2 separate regions of the Pan troglodytes genome follow, and region 2 is linked to region 1. The links are chromatin contacts, called in public Hi-C maps. All regions are on one chromosome and are shown on one strand. Each heading gives the region's core, a stretch centred on a gene start, on an enhancer-like site or on the middle of the called end of the contact. The rest is flanking DNA. Distances are from core to core; before and after follow the strand shown.

Region 1 (3,417 bases), core at 244-2,743:
TTTCAGAAGATCCCAGAGAAGGACTCTGACTGGCTCACCTGGAGTGGAACTCCTATCCTTGGATTCTTCAGGCTTTCATTTGACCCACATGGTCAAGCTGGGAGAGACAGAGTCCAAAGAGAGGCGGAGAAGGGCTATTCTGGGCAGAACAAACAATTGATGACTTTATGGCTCTGTGGTCTGGGCAGAACTGCATAACCCTAGATCACCAAAGCTGAGAGCCTTTAGGAGTGAGGATTTGGGCCAGGCATGGTGGCTCACGCCTGTAATCCCAGCACTTTGGGAGGCCGAGGTGGGTGGATCACAAGGTCAGGAGATCAAGACCAACCTGACCAACATGGTGAAACCCCATCTTTACTAAAAATACAAAAATTAGCTGACGTGATGCATGCACCTGTAATCCCAGCTACTCAGGAGGCTGAGGCAGGAGAATCTCTTGAACCCGAGAGGTGGAGGTTGCGGTGAGCCGAGATTGCGCCACTGCACTCCAGCCTAGGCGACAGAGCGAGACTCCATCTCAAAAAAAAAAAAAGTGAGGATTTGGGTCACCCCAGGCTGAAGGCCAGGGGAACCTGAAGTGGATAAGGGAAGGGAGAAGACTTAGGCCACAGGATCTGATGTAGAAATGGGGCTGACGTCTCCACCTGTATTTTCTTAGCTGGAGGAGTGTGCAAAGTTTGAATTACTTCTGCCTTCTCCTTATTTCCTTTTCCCTCTTAAAATAGTCATCATAATCATAAAAATTTCTTTTCCGTTTTCTCTTTTTGCATATAGGATTTCTTGGTGTGATTTAATTTGCCAATTAGTCTCTAGGTTGCAGAATGGTGACTTGGAATCAAATTGAAACTGGAAGAGGGCACCTCATATATTAGGGTCAGCAATTACTGAACTCTGTTCTCTTTTATTCCAAACAGGGCCCCCAACTTCACATTTCCCCAGGATGCAAAAGAGTGAGGGGGATCAAGCTTCAGTAGAGTGGAGCTCTGAGAAGAATCCACTGGAGTTTGGAACCCAAGACCCTTTTTTATCACGCTGTTCCTCCTCACCTGGGCAAAAGCACTGGTACCCACTTCACGGCATCATGGGTGGGCTCTGTGTCCTGCAGAGAGCCCCCGTCCTGGGTACAGGACATCAGCCCTGAGCCCTGTCCCAGGCTTGGATCTTCTTTCTCTCTCTCTCTCTCTCTTTTTTTTTTTTTTTGAGATGGAGTCCCACTCTGTTGCCCAGACTGGAGTGCAGTGGTGCAGTCTTGGCTCACTGCAACCTCCACCTCCCAGGTTCAAGCGATTCTCCTGCCTCAGCCTCCCAAGTAGCTGGGATTACAGGCGCCTGACACCAAGCCCGGCTAATTTTTGTATTTTTAGTAAAGGTGGGGTTTCACCATGTTGGCCAGGCTGGTCTCGAACTCCTGACCTCAGGTTATCCGCCCGCCTCGGCCTCCCAAAGTGCTGGGGTTACAGGCGTGAGCCACCGCACCCGGCCTCAGTGACTTTAGTCAAGTAAGCACAAAAAGGAATATATAATTCCAAATTGTGATAAATGCTATGAAGAAAAGGAATGTGCTCTGACATAAAGGGGGGAACGAATGTGATCTAGGGAGTCAGAGATCTCTCCGAGAAGAGATCTGAAATAGGAGTAAGTCGAGAGGGGGAAGAGAATGCTAGACCGAGGGAACAGTGCGTGCCAAAGCCGCGTGGCGGAAAGGGGCGTGCGGGAGGGTAACTGCGGAGAGGGAGGGTAGAGGACGAAGCCGGAGAGGCAGACGAAGGGCAGGACGCACAGAGCCCCGCGGCTGCCGCCTTAGGGTTTGTCCCGGCGGTGGGGAAGCCATTGAGGAGTTTAACGCCGGAAGGTGGTGACTAATCAGATTTCACTTGAAAATGGCACGGTGTCTGCAGCGAGGCTAACTGATGGGAAGGGCCCAGCGAATGCCAATAGGAGAGAGCACCGGACCTGGAAGGCCTGGGTCAATGCGGCCCCGCGCGGGGGCGAAGCGGTTCCGGCGCAGGGGCCTGGCGCGCGGCTCCGCGGAAAACCGAACCGGCCCACGTGGGACCGGCAGCTCCGCCCAGCTGCGCAGACGCCGCCTGACTCCGCAGTCCGGGCCTGGGGCTGGGCGCGCTGCCCGGGATCCCCGCACCCACGCCTGGACCGCGGAGACGCCCAGGCCGAGGAACCCCCAGCCCAGGGACTAGACACCACCAGGGCCGGGCGGAGCCAGAGCCAGACGCGCCGGAGCGGGCGCCTCTACGCCGTGAGTCCGAGGCGGGGGCGGGGGGGCTTGGGGCCCAGCCGCGGGAAGCGGGGAGTCACAGCGGCCTCCTTCGAGGAGACTAGGGAAGGATGGTCTCTGTCTCCTGGGGTGGTCTCTCACTCCCGCAAGGCCAGAAAAGGAGGCTGCCTCCTGTTTGGGCGGAGACCTAGTCTTGGCGTGTCGGGGTTCCCATTTTACTATCTCTGAGAACCCTGTGATCCCTAGCGCCACCCCCACCCCATCCCAGCTTCTTCACGGCCCCATCCAAGTATAGGAAAAATAAAAAATTGGGGCGAGGGGAGATCTCTAGGCACCTTCCCACAAGCCTTGCTTAGAGGGCGATTAGAAAGGAACTGTTCTTACACCCTTCTCCCCAGGACTTCTGCCCATTGCTGGGGGTGGGGAGGGTCCATGCCACGTATGGAGCGCCTTCCAGTGCCGGCTCCACTTACAATATCCTTCCTCTTCATGCTCTTCAATTGTTCTAATCCCAGTGCTGTTTGGTCAGTAGAATCCCTTTGTCAGTTCAAACCCTAATTTTGGTTAGAAGCAGGTTATGGAGGAGAGAAGAGTGGTGTGGTATGCCCTCCCTCCAGGGCCTCAGGATGGAGCAAGCTAGGGACGGGGACGCAAGATAGTGGCCGTGTTCCAGAGGCATTGGGAGGGAACGGGGCAGGCTCAGAAGAAAAGCTTGTCACTGGGGAAGGCGGGGCTCCCTGGCTGGGGTAGGAAAGGGAACCAAACCCAGCTCTTCCAGAACCCAGCTCTTCCAGCCCTGGGGAGTCGAGAGTGGATTCCTGAGCATGGAAATTCACTGCAGTCTCTTCTCCCATTCACTCACTTAGCAAGTACCTGTATGCACAGACAGCCTGGTTCAGGGCTCTATGCTGGCTGACTCTGGGGAATATGATGGAGGATATATACAGGAGGTCCAAGCCAGATTACAAACTGCTATTACAAGATCATTACCACAAACCAAAAATGCCAGTTGAATAGACATTCACTGATCGTCGACCATGTATGCCAGGGACGGATGCAAAGTTGGATAAGACAGTGTATACCCAGCGCAGTGGGGACCCAGAGGAAGGCATAACTAACCATGCTTGTTTATGTAATATTGATTGGGGCAGTATTAAGACGGCTTCAGAGACATGGGGACATGG
Region 2 (3,417 bases), core at 545-3,044, 150 kb after region 1:
GTATTGGGATTACAGGCGTTAGCCACCACACCTAGCCTCTATGTCTTTTCATATTTACCCCAGAGAATCCATGCTAAGAAGATGGCTTTCAGTACATCCAGTCAATAAATAAATATTCCTGTCTATGCATAGCCAACCACAGGTGGGCACATAGGCTATGCTCAGCACGTGCTTATAGGTTTGAGGGCCTAGGTGGAGGAGGTTGCGGAGGGTATGGGTCTGGGGCCTGTCTGGCTCCAACCTCACAGCTTTGGCTCAGGACTGGTGAAGTACCCATAGTGGGTACTTGGCTCATCTGCTGAAGCTTGCAGGCCCTCTGGCTTCTCATTTGGCATACAGGATCAACAGCTGGTAACCTGAAAGCTACATTTGGACTGCATGTTTTGTTGGATCAGTAGTTATTTAATTAAAGATAGTTACTGACATTCAAAAGTTGGGTTTCACATACAAATTAGGATTCCTGACTTCTTTAAAAATGGGAGGATATGACAGGGCCACTTGGCAGCAACCCAGTGACATGGGGGCGGGGGTGCAGTGCTTCATCTGTACTTGAGAGCACCAGAGCCCCCACAAGGCCTGGCCACATCAACATGAGTTTGGCAATCTGCTGTACAAGTGAAAGATGTGGGCTGGGGAGTCGGACGGCCTGTGTGGAGTCCTGGCTCTGGCACTGACTAGCGGCAACACCTTGAGCCAATCACTTATCCATGCCAAAGTTGCTTTGTCTGTAAAATCAGAACCCTTCAGAGGATTCTTGGAAGGGCTGAATGAGGTCTCATGATGTGTTTAGCAGGGCATGTGTTCAGCACCTGGTAGCTGTGAACTGATGGAGCCTGGAAGGGAGAGAGCAGGTGCAGGGCAGACCACGCAGGAGGCTTCTCGTCACCAATGAACATTTATTGAGTGTCCACATGTGCACAGCTTTGAACTTGGCGATCACAGAACGCACTGGGGGAGGGAAGCAAGGGATCAAGAGTATGTGTGTGTGTGTGTGTGTGTGTGTGTGTGTGTATGTGTGTGTGTGTGGTCCCCCTGGGTTTACAAGAAAGGTAGTCCCTGCTGGAGCCGCCAGTCGCGTCTCTGCAGAGAGGAGTCATAGCAGGGGTGGGAGTTAAAGCCAGGCACCACGGTGGCAGTGGAGTGCAATCACTGGGGAAACATGCGGATTCTGGGGAAGTGTCCCTCCTGTTCCTGGCTCCAGCCAGGCCAGATGGCACCAGGGGGACAGGAATCAGATGCTCAGGTGTCCAAGCAGGGATAAGGACAGGCAAAATAAATAACCCCCCCAACCCCCATCGTCACTCTGCTGCAACACGACACAAAGGTTTAAGGATCTGGGCCCAGAGACTCCTGGGTCCCTTCAAGCAAGCTCAGGTGGAAGGAGGTTTCCCCACCCCCCACCAGGCCTGTCTGCCCCAGGTTGCCCTAGGATGGGGGCAGTTCAGACCCTGGGTCACTGAAGCTGATAGGAAGAACTGCGATATCAATGGCCTAAGCCTGCTGTCTGCCCAAGGGAGCCAAGGGCAAGAGCCAAAGGGCCAATTTAAAGGACGTGGACCTGGGGGGCCAGAGGAGGCACCACAGCCGAGGGGAGCCCACACCCTGGCCGGCAGGGCACATGGGCTGAGGCAGTCTGCTCCTGCCAGCCCTGTCTTACCCTGGAGCCTCCCTCCTGCAGGGGAGCCAGACATCGGGCACAATGACACCTAGTGCCCCCCTCCCTGGGGGCTGCTCCAACCTTCCCTGGCCTGGCGGGGACAACCACGTTGATTTCCAAGCCGATCCCTGCCCCCATGGGGGCCTGAGGGGCGGAACGCAGTTCCTTACACTTGAGGGGTGGGCACCATGCCCTTGCCCTCAGAAAAGCCAGAAAGCTGGGGTGTTTTGGGGAGGAAGTCTGGGGAGGGGGGGGCCAGTTTGGGGGCTTTAGGGAAGATGCCTCCTCCCTCCTTCCCTCTCTGCCCGCCCCTGGGTCTGTCCCCGGTGGACACCCCTCAGGGCTCTGACAGGCACTGCTCCAAGGCAGCCATGCGGTAGTGGCTGGCCGTCTCCTCACCCGCCTGCAGCCTCATGGCCTCCCGGCACAGCCGGTTGGCCCGCGCCAACTCCACCAGGACACCCTGATAGGCGGCCACCATCTCGGGCTTGACAGAGTTGGGGCTGACACTGCCTAGCAGCTGGAGCAGCTCCTGCGGCCAGCGGGAGCGCAGGGCAGCGGGGGCCAGCCAGGGCAGCAGAGGCACACAGCCGGTGAAGGCCTGCATGCCCAGGAACCAGAGCTCCTGCAGGTCGGCCCAGATGCCCTCATACTCAGGGGACAGGGCTAGCACTGCCTGGTCTGAGCCTGGGGTGGCCCGCGCCACGTGGGACTGCGATAGGAAGAGGATGGCAGCTGCGAAGAACCCTCGGGATGCTGGTGTTCCCTGAAGAGCTGCAAGGTAACGGAAGGAGTGGGGCATGAATCGGACAGGCCAGCTGCTGTGCCAGACCCTTCCCTAGTCCTCTGTGTAGACACATGCAGGAGCCAGGGCACAGCCTGGAATCAGACTGCCTGCGTTCAAACCCTGCCTTAGATGCTCACTGTGTGACCTTGGGTAAATAACTTTTCTGGGTCTGTTTCTTTACTTGTAAAATGGGCCGATAGTGCTCATCTTAGAAATTTGTTGTGAGAATTAAATGTGATCATCTTGGTACACTCAACCACCAAGACCTCTACCGGCACTGGAGGTGGGGGTGAGTCACAGGGTCAGATGGGAGAGAGAACCCCTCAGGATTCTGGACACAGAGGTCAGACACAGGTTAAGGGAGTTGCACCATTTGATCCTTGGGCCAGAAGAGGGCGCCAGAGAGGAACATAAGCAAGTGACCCTGCTTTGCTTACCGGCTGTTCAGGGGGTGACCCTCACACTGCAGGTGCTCTCCAGGAAGCTGTCAACCTAACCTGGTGGTATTTGAGGGTGAGCCAGAACTGGGACCATGAAATTGGGGGCTGCAGAGATGCAGCCTGGGACTGAGAGTGCAGAGTGGGCTCCTGGTGTACAGGGATGTGCACCCCTTCCCATGACGGGGTACCCTGCTGGGAACCCCTCAAAAGGAACACAGAGGCAGTGGAGGGTACGGGCATGTTACGCCCTGTTCCCAGGCATCTGCTCAGCTCCTCCAACCTGACAGATGGGGCACAGGGAACAGGCAGGGACAGAGGGACCCAAGCAGACACCCACAGCAAAGAGGGAGACACGGAGGGCTGCCAGGGGCTGGAGGGGACGTCCCTCCCCCTGCAAACAGCCAGAGTGAGGCAGAGCTAGGGAGAAGGTGTGCATAGAGGGACACCAAGTGCTGAAGCCTGTCACTGATGGGGGTGAGGTACCGAGCAGAGCAGAGAAAAACATCAATGGAAGGAAGTCAGGTTTCTGACTC

Evidence for each region. A called contact is a pair of places that touch in the nucleus more often than the background predicts.
Region 2: a contact with region 1 is called in a Hi-C map of stem cell-derived neural progenitor cells, with 5 times the contacts expected there. The contact joins the promoter of TFAP2E here to the promoter of C1H1orf216 in region 1. A contact is called at or near these places in 5 of 7 Hi-C or Micro-C datasets (blood, induced pluripotent stem cells, a lymphoblastoid cell line and 1 more), 1 of 1 datasets of contacts at active chromatin or transcription factors (stem cell-derived excitatory neurons) and 1 of 1 other capture datasets (stem cell-derived neural stem cells).

The regions. Positions count from the first base shown.
Region 1 is chr1:195,268,568-195,271,984 of NHGRI_mPanTro3-v2.0_pri, forward strand. C1H1orf216 (chromosome 1 C1orf216 homolog) reads left to right here and starts at 1,494. Exons shown (of 2, transcript XM_513309.7): 1 at 1,494-2,254. CLSPN (claspin) reads left to right here. Exons shown (of 26, transcript XM_016959054.4): 26 at 915-1,554. The coding sequence ends at 974.
Region 2 is chr1:195,421,701-195,425,117 of NHGRI_mPanTro3-v2.0_pri, forward strand. It overlaps TFAP2E (transcription factor AP-2 epsilon), which reads right to left and starts at 1,795. Exons shown (of 8, transcript XM_016949057.3): 1 at 1,658-1,795. The coding sequence starts at 1,795. It overlaps NCDN (neurochondrin), which reads right to left. Exons shown (of 8, transcript XM_063782953.1): 8 at 883-2,431. The coding sequence ends at 1,995.